Regions from separate parts of the Rattus norvegicus genome. Here region 2 is linked to region 1. Evidence: chromatin contacts called from public Hi-C data. All regions are on one chromosome and are shown on one strand. Each heading gives the region's core, a stretch centred on a gene start, on an enhancer-like site or on the middle of the called end of the contact. The rest is flanking DNA. Distances are from core to core; before and after follow the strand shown.

Evidence for each region. Hi-C and Micro-C count contacts between places; a contact is called where the count stands out from the background.
Region 2: a contact with region 1 is called in a Hi-C map of the Rat2 cell line, with 3 times the contacts expected there. The contact joins the promoter of Pou2af3 here to the promoter of Sik2 in region 1. A contact is called at or near these places in 2 of 12 Hi-C or Micro-C datasets (the Rat2 cell line and Schwann cells).

Annotation. Positions count from the first base shown.
Region 1 is chr8:60,220,046-60,226,217 of GRCr8, forward strand. Sik2 (salt-inducible kinase 2) reads right to left here and starts at 1,605. Exons shown (of 16, transcript NM_001427328.1): 1 at 1,331-1,605. The coding sequence starts at 1,465. LOC120094336 (a long non-coding RNA gene) reads left to right here and starts at 1,714. Exons shown (of 3, transcript XR_005488650.2): 1 at 1,714-2,421. It also overlaps the pseudogene LOC120094545.
Region 2 is chr8:60,490,184-60,496,456 of GRCr8, forward strand. Pou2af3 (POU class 2 homeobox associating factor 3) reads right to left here and starts at 2,329. Exons shown (of 5, transcript NM_001399310.1): 1 at 2,188-2,329; 2 at 1,492-1,586. The coding sequence starts at 1,551. It overlaps LOC103693092 (a long non-coding RNA gene), which reads left to right and starts at 2,448. Exons shown (of 6, transcript XR_010054174.1): 1 at 2,448-2,585; 2 at 3,355-6,273.

The DNA.
Region 1 (6,172 bases), core at 355-2,854:
TTACAAAACTGAAACAACTTTATTCATTAAAAAAAATGCTGGGATCAGATTAAGCTATGCAAAATTTTGGTAATGTCAATATGCTTATCATTACAGGCAATCTAGATTCGTAACACTGGTAAAATCGTAAAAGGAAAAATTTTGACCTTGGTACTGATGCCCTAAAGAAGAAAGATTTAGGTGGTATGTCGGGGATTTGTGAGGCTAAACAAAAATGAAGACGTGTTAGACATACCCTCCTTCTTTATGGAAATGGACATGAAGCAAAACTTTTAAGTACAACTGCTAAGAGAACAGTAAAGCTTTTAAATGCCCTTCACCTTACGTAAGTCATGGGAGGGGGGCGGCGGGGGGGGTTCTACATTCAAAGGTTAGAACGTTCTTAAGAACGTATTAGGGAAAAAAAACCCGAAAAGGATGAAAACGGAGGAGAGAAACTGGAAACCGGTGAAACTCCAGTAGAATCACAAGGCAGAATATAGTACGTCAAAACCACTATGTTGTAGTCTAAGAAATGGTAGTGTTGCGATCGTTTTTTCCAAGGTATTTAATTTGCACGTCTTAAAATAGAGACCCCGAGGAGAGCAGCTTGAGGCAATGGAAGGAAGAGGGTGGGCTAGGTAAGAACAGAGACTTGGGGAGAAAATATGTGCGGTGCCTTAGAATGTACCACGGAGGGGGGATGCTGGAAAGTCAATGTCAGGAAGCCAGTTGAGGGCTGAGTAGAGTCCATCTGATGTGGCTTAAGGAATGTGTGCTCCGAGCCAGCATGCACACCTGGTAAAGGGACAACCCCAGAGAACGGTGCAGGGCTGAGATGACCATTTTTAACAGCTCTATTGTCTGGTGTATTTGCTATAGCCACTGCAAGTGCTCAAGCCAGTCAAGGCACCGAATCAGAGACTCTGCGGGCCCAAAGCAGAGAAGATGGACAGCGGTCCGTCCGCACCGGTCCGGTCTGCGGCACCCCCTTCTCGCCGGACAGAGAAGGACACTAGGTCCGGGCCGCGCTCCGCGTCCGCCGAGCCCGGGAGCTGCTGGTCCCCTTCTCCGGCCGGCGACATTGGTCCCCGTGCGGCCCCGGAGCACCGAGACTTCCCTTCCCACCCCACCCCCAGCCAAAAGCCGGGAAGACGCGGAACTTGTGCTCGGGAGCCGAGGCCACAGACCAGGTTCCCGGGTGGGAGACTCGGGACGGAAGACTGTGTGGCTTCCCGGGGACACCCTACACACACTCGACCTGCACCCCGTGGTCCCCGCAGTGCCAGGCCCGCCGTTCCCTACCCGGGGCGCAACCACGCCACGCTCCCGCCGAACCCCGGGGCCGCACCTCCGTCTTGGTGATCCGGTGCCGCCCCAGCTTCACCACGGCGAAGTTGCCCTTGCCCAGCGTGCCCTCGATGTCGTAGAACCCCACCCGGACCGGCCCGCGCTGCAAGTGCCTCGGGCCATCCGCCATGACCATGCTTGGCCCCCGCTGCAGAACACGACGACGGGAGCGTGAACGAAGGGGCCGGCACGAAGCGGCGCGGAGCGGGCAGGAGGGCGTCGGGCGGCGCGCCTGGGCTCTGGGCGACGGCCGCGGCTCTCGCCCGGGCGCTGCTTCCCTCCCGCCCCACAGGGCCCAGCCAGGCGCGCGCCGGCGCTGACGTGCGCCGACGTCAGGGGGCCGGGGCAGGGGGCGGGGGCGGGCCTCCATCGGTCACCATGACTACCGCAGCGCCGCCGACGTCGGGGGCGGGAGGGAGGGGCGGCACGCGGGTCGGGCAGGCACGAGGCTTCCGGCCGCTGCAAGGCCTGACAGGGCTGAGGAGGGCGTCGCGGCCGGGGGCGGGGTCGCCGTCTGTCCGCTCCGCCCTGCTCCTCTTGTCTTCCAGCAGAAGCGCAAGAGCGAGCCCTGGTGGGCCGCGCCGAGGATGCACTGGGAGCGTCTCCTGTAGGGTCACCCGGCATTCTCCGCCCGGGCAGCCCTTCCCGCCAAAACCTCTCCCTCAGCGGACTGCAGCGCTAAATTTGGAGCCCGAAGAGCACCGTGGCTGAGCAACGCACTGCTCACAGCCTCTTTTCTTTGTGTTCTTTTTAGCTCCCTTCTCGGTACTATATACGTCTTTCCACTTTTTGACATCTCTGAGGATTTCTATTCACAGCAGTCAGTCACTTGCAAAAAAAGGAAAAAAAAAATGCCAGCGCTGAAGAGATGATTAAGTCCGGAATTCGGAACTCCTAAGAGGCTTTGAAGCCTGGAACTTCTGCATCATAGGCAGAGTTTTGCTTAGTTGAGCCTGTCTCTGGGGAGAGGTGACCCTGTATTATCCTAAAAGGCTTTGGGAACTTGTAAACGGTTAAAAGGTACCTAATCCGATTTGTTTCCAGATGATGGAGCAGGCTGCTAGAACGAAGGGAGTTGCCAACGTCGCACAGGTAATGCTAGAATTCTAATTATAACCCATCACACTGGTCTTCCGTATGGTGGACCTAAGTAAACAGCAACATTTTAATATCTTGAAATATATTATGTGTGTCCAGACCTTGGTTCCTGGGTACCCATTGTCCATTAAAAGAAACTCAATTCATTGGAAGTAATGACTGAGTCCAAGGCAGACAGGGCAATTCTAAGATGATCTAAGATCTTATCTGAGTAAACAAGGGGATCTTTTGTATACGACAGGAAGGATATGTCAAAAGAGAAGACAGTTTGAAGGGACCCACCACTGACAAATCTGAGCCAATCTAAATATCAAAAAGAACAATTTTAGAAATACACTATAACATATTACTTTTACATTTCATTTTGTGTAGAAGTCAGAGGACAGGGTGTGTGAGTTGGTTCTAGCCTTCCACTGTGGCCCTAGGGATAGTCACTGTAGGTAACTTGATCCAATGTGCCATCTCTTAGGCACTACATTGCTTTTTTGTGTTGTCATTTTGTTTTGTTTTGTTTTGTTTTTTAAACAGCGTCTCACTATGTAGCCTTAGGTAACCTGTAACTTGCCACATAGGCCAGGCTGGCTCATACCTAACAGAGATGTCTCCCGAGTGCTGAGATTAAAAGCAGGTATCACCATTCCCAACCCACATTAAAAACTTAAAAGGAGCCCATACCTCATATTTTCACTTTAACTTTTTAAAGACAGGCTCTCAGAAATATGATATATGTGATAAGCCCTACTAAATCTCTATTCCCACCCACCCCCTCCTCTAACTGAGGAAACTCAAAACTCAGAACTGTACACATGCTAGGCAAGTATTGTAGCACTGAGCTATGTTCCCGGGAGGGATAAATGAGAGGAGGACGCAAGTAGAAATTATCAAATCACCATTTTGTGGTTGTTATAGTAATAATTGGTTCAGAAAAGAATTATCGATAGGTGTTAAAGTCAGTGGGTGAAATTTGACTGGGGAATGGGGTATTTATACAGTCTCAAAATACCTTTGGATTTTGAAAAATATCATTGGGAAGGGTTACCAGAGGCTAACAAATTCCAGTGAAGAAGTCTGACAGGCGCTTTCCTGATGAAATGATCCAAGTTACTCGTTGGACTAAAGTAACACACAAGGTCATCTGATCCGAGGTACCCAGGAGACAGCTCTGAAGTGTACATATTCTGTAAAAAGTAAAAGTACATATTCTGGGAAAAGTTTTCAATTAGCAATAATCGTGCCTTGGATAAACCTCATTGGCTATGATACTGCCACTGTGCAATCTGTCACAAAGGAACAAACCAGAAACATGTAAACTGCGCAAACCTACCCCCTAATTATTCTGCACACTTAAAGATGCCATTGTCCTGAAAGAAAGGCTGGGGAAGAATTTTAGATTTACGGTCTTAAGAGACATGCCACTACAGGTGCTAGAAAAACATGGTACCAAGGAATACTATCAGGGCAGTAGTTGAAAATGGAATTGGATGCATATTAGATAAAAGTATTCTTCCAATGTTGATTCCTTTAAAGATTTATTTTACTTTTAGTGATGTGTATGTGTGGGTATTTATGTGCACGTATGAATGCAGACGCCCATAGTGTCCCCAAAAGCGATTATAGGTGGTGTTGAGGCCCTTGGTGTGGGTGCTGGGAACTGAACTCAGGTCCTCTATAAGCACAGTACTTCCTTTTAACTCCTGAGCCATCTCTCCAGCCCTTAGTGCTAGGTTTCTTGATTCTAATCATTGCACTGTATTATGAAAGAAAGTATCCTAATTAAGAAATACACACTGACGTGTCGATGGATAAAAGCTTGTGATGTAGGCCACTTGTCCTCGAATAGTTTAGCAAAGGTAGAGAATGACGAAGGTGGGAAGTGCTAAGCTGAATCCAGGCAAAGGGCAGTTCATTGTTGTTCTTATGACTCTTCTGTAGGTTTGCTTTTTCATGGAAATTAGTATATATGCGTTTTATAGACACATTTTACATTTAATTAATTTATTTGTGTGTATGTGTGTGGTGTGTGTGTTCCAAGCACCCATGCACCACAGCAGGTGTGTAGAGGGAAAGGATTACTTTCTGTATTCTCATTCCACTTCTCATCAGCCTTAGTCATGGAATATCTGCCCCCTCTCTGTTTATGTATGTTACTAGGTGTGTGTGTGTGTGTGTGTGTGTGTGTGTGTGTGTGTGTGTGTGTGGTGTGTTGCTAGGAATTGAACCCAGGGCTTTGTATACGCTGGCCAGATATCTACTTCTGACCCACATTACCAACTCTGATCACTTTTAGTGCAGGGCTTGCTGGCTGCTAAGCTATCCACTGCTCTTTGTGTTTCGATCTTTAATTCTCCCCAATAGTTCTGTGCCTGGTTGTGAGGTGTGTTGTTTTGTATGGTAGGGAAGAAATGAGAGAATGCCAGAAGACTGACACAGACCTCTAGATGAATGAGAATGGTATGTGAGGTGCCTCTGACTAGGCTAGAAGCCCACATATATACCTTAGTTCAACGGTAACTCCTAGTTTGATTCTTACATGTTAATTGTTCTGGGGGGTGGGTTCCTTTGGGAATCAATAAACGCTACTTGAATTCCAGAACCAGAAAGTATACACAGACTCACTAAATCAACAACCTCCTCTTTAAAGGGCACCTTTTAATCAGAAATTGACTCATTTCTATCTGATTATTTGGATCAAATAACCAAGCCAACCCACCTACTTGCACAGTCTGGGGATAAGATCTGGTATGAGTCCAGAAGAAAAAGAAACGACTAGGAGAGGGTACCAAAAGCTTATTTATTTTTTTAAGGAAACCAGAGTTCAGTGTCAGTGTACTGGTGTCTACAGGATAGAGGAAGAGAGGTCAGAGATCGGAAGGAGTATGTTAAACACCAATTTTGCCCATATAGAAATGCAGTGAGTGTGCCATTAAATGTGAGTAGTCAGTTGTAGATGTCACTCTGAAGAACTGTGTGTAGGAAAATTTATAGTTCTTCAACGCTGGACTTGATGATTCAGCTTTATGTCTCTGTTCCAAAAGATGTGGTTCCTGAGAGTCGTTCACTATATATATTAGCAATTATTAGCTCCTTTTAGTTATGGTAATATTTATTTGTGTGTAGGTGCTTGTGTATGGGTGAGTACATGATAGCATGCATGTGGCGGTGTGGAGGTTAGGGGACAACTTGGAATGTTGTATCTCTCCTTCCATCATGTGTGTGAGTCCTGGGATTGAACTCAGGTCATCAGGCTGGGCAGAAAGTGTGTTGACCCACAGAACCATCTCTCCTGCTCCACTTTTTATTTTTCTTTCAAGATAGGGTTTCTCGGTGTAGCTGTGGCTGTCCTGCAACTCACTCTGTAGACCAGGTTGGCCTCCACTCAGAGATCCATCTGTCTCTGTCTCCCGAATGGTCAGATTAAAAGTGTACACCACCACCACCCAGCCCCGCTCCACAGCTTAACAATTATTAATTTCATCTATCCCGCTTTCTTCTCCTCTTCATCTCCTTTTCTCTTAATGTGTACCCAGCCTCCAAGGGTAAAACAAGAGGGTGACAGGCGAGCAGAAACAAAAAGAAAAGAAAGGACTCTGGCAGCCACTGTCTCAGCTCTGCTTTTAGAGTAAGTGAGGTAGAACAGCTGCATTACCGGGTTTTTTAATGACATGACATTGCCAACGCAGCATCCCCAGATGCTGCTGCGAGTCCACTCTATTTATTATCAAGGTGAGTGGAGTAAGTGAACACT
Region 2 (6,273 bases), core at 1,079-3,578, 270 kb after region 1:
GTCAGGGGCGAGAACTTTCTAGGAAGCAGAGTAGCAGAGTAGCAAGCGGAGTTATGTTCTTAACGTTGGTTCTGAAGGCCTGCCTCATTCTCACAGGGAACTCGGAAAATGCCAAATCGGACTTCCCTCAGGAATGGAGCCTAGTCGAGAGCTGAGGTGAAACCCTTCCTCTTGCCCTGTACTCCGCTACGAGCCAGGAGTGGTCACGACAATGGAAAGAACCCAACAGCCACAGGATTGCTTTCCCAAATGGGATGCTCTGCGTAGAGCCGAAGCTGAGTTCCTCGGAGCGCCAAAACTCCTGGTTCTAGTTTTATTGATGGTCTGGCTATGAGCCATTGAGGTTACTGAGCTCCTCTTAGTGTGGCTGGCTCTGCAGAAAGGAACTTAGAGAACCAGTGCTGAGGAATGATGACCTTGTTTCTCCCTTTAGCCTGATGCTAACCTCAGGACTCTGGATCTCAGCTGCCGTGGAGGAATCCAGATTTCTAATCTATTTATGTCATCTGACCAATTACAATCAAATGAAATAACGAACGTACACAGATACTTTGAACACAGTTCTCACTGTGGAGAATACCCCCTAAGTACTTATTTAACCTTTATACAACCCTATTAGCTTTCAACTGAAAGATTAGGGGAACAGACAAAGACCCTAGTAAGAGGACATGTGCCACAGAGTTACTGAGAACTAAGCCCAGGCCCTCTGGCTCAGAACCTATCTCACCATCCCTCCATAATTTCTCCCTCCTGTTGCTTGAGGTCCCAAAGCCCCACTTATGAAGCCCTACATGGAACATGAACGTGGATCACATGCAGACGATACCCATGATAACATACGTGATTGGAATCATGTCAGACCCTCTATCCACACCTGCACCTACCCACAAGCAATAACAGGTCATGTGCAGAAGGCTCTTCAAATTGAATTTCTCTTTCTTGGTGGACAAGCACGCCTAGTTTACATGGTTCCGAAGTTGCCCTGAGCACTCAGGTAATATATGGAAGGTGTCAGGGTACCTTATGACTACACAGACCAGTTCTGTTATAGTTCCATGTATTCCAGAGACAGAGGCCTCTTCTTCTGGAGACTTCCAGTAACTGGTGATACATGACCTCAGAGACTAAATTAGACTAAATTAGGGGGATTTCTGGGAGAGATCTTTTCCAATGAGTTTACGGGGGTTGTATCTGTACTCTCTCTTAACACTGTAAAAACATAGTTAACCTGTTGGCTGTCTCTCTCCCTTGCAGAGGACTTATGAGAAGTGAGAGATGATTTCCCCCCCCACCCGCCACCCCCAGTCCTGAGGCCTACACCACGTCCCGCATGTTTTTGTGGCTGCTTGTGGCGACCTGGAATGAAGTTTGGAACTCATGTAAGAATCTCTGAGCAGGGTTGTGCTTGTGGGTGGCCTCCACATCTTCCCTGACACAGAGCTGAAGGAGTCCTGAGATAGACTGGGAGGGACACGAGAAGGTGGTGCTTACGGTTGCCCCTGAGGCGGCCTGGTGTGCCCTTCTTTGCTGCAGAAGCTCTTTCACGGTCATCTTCACACGGACGCCTTGATACACTTTAGGTTTTTCTGGGGAGAGGCAATAGGGTCAGTGGTCAGTCCCAAAGCTTGGGCGTCAAGGGGTCAGTGAGGGTTCCCTTTGTAAGGCCAGGATACCCAAGGGCAAGTTTCTGCCTTTGCAGAACTCACAAAGAGAATGTGTTAAAAAAAAAAAGATAACGTTTAAAAACATCCACATTTCTCAAACTAGACAGGGTGAACAAAGGCAGGTACTTGCAGGGTCCTAGTGGGAGCAGTTCCTGTGGGCATCTATGAAGTTAGCCACCCCCAGCTGGGCCCCATCCTCAGGACAGCACAAGTTGTTCTGCTCTGGAATGCAGAGGGAGGTCCAACAAGCCTGCTGTTATTTTGGCTACTATGGTAAAATTTGGGGTTCCAGCTCAGCTTGTGGATCTGGAGGTACTCTTTGGTTCACAACTGATCTCACCGACCTCACCATACTGTTTATACTGTGAACAGCCCCCTTCCATCCTCTGTATTCCTCTATCAGTCCAGGCATGGCTTTTGGGGAGGTACAACCTTTAATTGTGGTGCCCTTGCTCTGGAAGCCAGCCCTTAGACAAGCAGCAGGGGGTCCAGGCAGCCTGTCCTGGCCCTGTGAGGGACTTACTGCACTGACCCCAGAAAAGGGGTCAAGTTTGGGGAATGTTCTCCTGTCGGTTCTTTCCCTTTTTCAAAAATGTCTTTACTTCCTCACTCTCTTTCTCCCTCCACTCTCCGACTCTGTTGCTTCCTTCGTCTCTTCCCACCCCCTCCCTTTCCGGTGCAGGCGTTTCTCGGAGAACCCGGCTGTTGAGAGTTCTCCGGCAAGAGCTGCAGCTCTTGAGTAAAGGCATCCCGAGGCTCCCTAGGACCGCGCGGTCGCCTGGAGGCAGCCCTCCGGAAGGGGCCGCCCCTGAGCCCGCAGAGCTGGGCCGAGAGACCTGGGAGAGCCCAAGTGGCCGGCCGAGCTAGGCGGGGGTCGGCTGGGAGGGACCGGTGACAGCCTGGGGGTCCCGGCAGAGCGCAGTGAGTAGGTCTGACTGGTTGTTAGGCCAGGATAGACCCGGCAGACACACTTTCCGAGTAGGGTTTGACCTAGAAGCCCAGGGTGGCTCCCACTCCGATCTTGACCCTGGAGAGAGCGCCTATTAGTCTCACGGGGAGGGGCGGAGCACAGTGGTCCCTGGCCTAGGCGTTTGGCGACAGTTGGCAGGCCACCAGCGCCTCGCCTGGTTAGTGCAGGGACCGCGGCTGGACAGCAGGGAGACCCCCCACCCACGAGCCAGATCCTGAGAGCTAGGATTCCCAGCAAAGCTAGTGCGCTACTCTTCCCGGTCCTGGGCATCCGTGGTCTTGCTGCAATGCCAGGACGCGCCCACTCCGCTCCTGTCTCCTTTCCTCCCATCCCCATTGACTGGGTCGACTCTGGGATCTGCGGGCAGCGCGGGCGGGCGCGCCTCGGGGTCCACGGGGAGCCAGCCCCAGCCGAGCTCCCTGCCCGGTGCGTCCTACTCCAGTCCAGGGCTCACCGTGAGCCTCTAGCTCCCCCGCGCCGCCGCTTCTGAGCTCACAAGGTCGGAGCCTCCAAATTCCCAGGACGCCAAGGTGGAAAAGTGAAAGGGCAGGCAGGGGCGTGGGGGACGCGATTGTCCGCAGCGGCCTTATGGGTCTCTGGGCCTCTGCTCTAGGGAGCAGGCACCCAGAGGGAGCCGACACAGCGGGCTCGCGTCCTCTCTGGATCAATGCCCGGCCCTGACTCTGATTCCCTGACTTTGTGCCTCTCTGTTATACGCAGGAAAAGCAGAGGAAATACACTTGGATCCAAGTGCCCCTGGCCCTCATGACCCGACCCCTGGAGAAGCATCTGAGTTACCCGACATCCTGGTCAGCCGGAGCTGGGCTGGAGACTGGATGCTGCAGCTGATTCAGAGACTCAGCACCTAGGAAGGCTCCTGTGCAGGGAGAAAGGCAGAGATGCGACATTTTTAAAGTTTCACAAAACACGAGGCAGCACCCAAGTCCCTGGATCAGGAGATACACAGAATTAATGTTTTATACCTTCGGGTATAGGTTTGAGTTTTTTCCCCCTCATGCCAAGTATTTAAAACCTCTAGAAACCCATGATTTGACAATCAATGATTGCGCGATACTTTCAATTTGAATATTCAAAGGCTTAACAAAATGGACTATCTTCTGCAGAAATCCTGCACACAGGCACCCCACAGAGAGTCCAGAGAAACAGGGAGTGAGATCCCTTTGGGTCCTGACCCTTGCTTTTCTCTTATTTTTAAACATTTTGTCCACCTGCCCACAGACAGAGCAGGTGTCCTCAAAGATGCTCTGTGTTAGCCCCTCAAAGGCTTCTCAGAAGCCCCTGCTGACCTAGGCTGCTCCCTGTGGACCACCTGAACCAGGCTGGACAGCCGCAGTGATTCTCACCTGCCCACTCTCCATTTTAAGGGGAAATCTCCAGTTTTGGAGAGTGAACATGGCAGACAGAGGGTGTGGCATAGCGAAGGCCCACTTTGGGCCCGGGTTGCAGGCCAGAGGACAGCTACAGCAGAGGCCTAAGCTTTGTGCTTTGTATTCCTGCCTAGCTACAAGGCTTCCCTGTCTGCATTCTCCCCCTGCTAGGCCACAGACACGGGGGTTCCAGCGGGCAGTCCTTGGACATCAGCTCCCACTTTGTTCTTCGGAGCTGTGGCCCATCACAGCTGTTCTTGGTCATCTGAGATTTCTTTAGGCCAGGATTCCACTGCTGCAGGCAGCAGTCCCGATTCCTATGCTTTGGTTTGTTTCTCTTGTCTAGAGCCCCAGGCTTTTTACCCCATAGCACTTCTGGTTCTTTTAGAGGAAGGGTGTGGATGTTTTTGCTTTTGTTTTGTTTTTTGAAGGCTATGAAGAGGAAGGTAGAAGGAATTTGGAGTCAAACTGTCCTCTTGGACTCCTCACACATAACTTGGGCCCGTGCGACGTGTATTTTTGAAGCATTGCCCGAGTTCCTCTCTGTCCTGTGATTTGAACGATGAAGTGACTGGAGTGATACGGACTGTCAGGTCAACACAGGGGGACAGAAGGGTCCCCTTTTGCAAATAACCAGGACATTTCCAGAAATGCAGATAAAGTGATGGTATAGGCCTCTATTCTTTAATCCCCGAGTTGTCTGAAGTGCAACAAACAAACAACCCCAACAACAAAAACAAACAAAAAACAAAAACAAAACAAACAAAAACGGAAAAAAAAGCAAGCTTTAGATTCAAAAGCCTTCAGAAAAAAATATTTAAAAATTTAGAATATATTGGATATAGTGTATTAGATACAGAGTGTATAACAAACAGCTCAGCTAAGGGGTCTCTGGGGGTGATAAAAGCATGCTGGGTAGACCTCTCTGTCAGGCAGGTAGAGCCACACATCTGGAAAAGGGCCAGGGCCAGGGCCAGGGCCACTTGAAGTAGCATCCTGTGTTAGAGAGTGGGTGAGATGTGGTTGTATTTGGCCCAGCTAGTGTTTTACCAGCCACTGGAGCCTGAGGACCAGACCAGAGAGAGGACCCCGGGATCTGAGGGAAACCCTCTCCCTGGCACCACATCCTTCCTTCCTCTAGCCAACGTTTCCCCTTGCTTTCTTTCTCCTTTCTTGCTTTTAAGATTTCATGGCTGTCCTCTGGCTGTTTTGTTTATTCTCCCTCCTCCGTTTTCTATCCCGTGTTTTCTTCCTGTTGATGTTTTTCTTCATTTCTTCTCTCTCTCTTTTTTCCTCTCTGACTCTACATGTGCCTCTCTTTCCCCTCTTCGGGAGAGCTGTCTCATTCTTTTACACTAAATATTTTTCCTCAGTTCTCCTTTCACACAGGAATGAGCAGAGGTGGCTTGAGATCCCAGTTTTCCCTGGACAGTACCAAGGACATTGGTGCTGGTGACTGGGTTCTCCAGAGAGAACACAGGCTGGGAGACAGGCTCTTTAGAAGCCTGGTGTCTATAGAGAGAACAAAGAGCAAAGAAGTCTGCATCCATTCTCCCAGAAGCCTTTTCCTGAGCCATGGCTAATGTCCTGGGGGATTTGTGTGTTGGTGCAGTTCCTGAGGTTCTGAGTCTGATGCTATTGCTGGCAAATAACTTCCGGAAAAGATTTCCGCAGGCCCATTCAGAGAATCTTCCCTGTGCTATCTATACGGCAGGTCAGCTCAACATTCAGCAGTTTTGGATTCTTGTTCTTGTGACTGGAAAACCTCAGGACAGACATTTCAGAGCCAAAGCCAAGCTTCAGGAAGCAATGCTTTCTCAGTAGATTGCCTTTGCATTTCTCTCTGTCTCCGTCTCTGCCTCTGTTTATCCCCCCTCCCTGTCTGTCTTTCTGTCTCTATGTGGTGTGCATGTGTGTGTGCATGCTTGTGTGTCTGTGTGTGTATGACTATGTGTGTGTATGCATGTATGCATGTGTGTATATGCATGTGTGTCTGTGTATGTATGTCTGTGTGAGTGCATGTGTGTTTATGTGTGTGTGTCTCTGTGTGTGTATGTCTGTGTGTGTGTGTCTGTGTGTGTGTGATATCTAGAGCAACCAGCCATTTTGCCTTGAGATTCCAAATGCCTCTAGAACTGGGTACCCTGCTCTATTGCTTGCTCCTTCACTTCCCCATCCATCCATCCATCCATCCATCCATCCATCCATCCACCCACCCACCCACCCACCCACCCACCCACCCACCCACCCA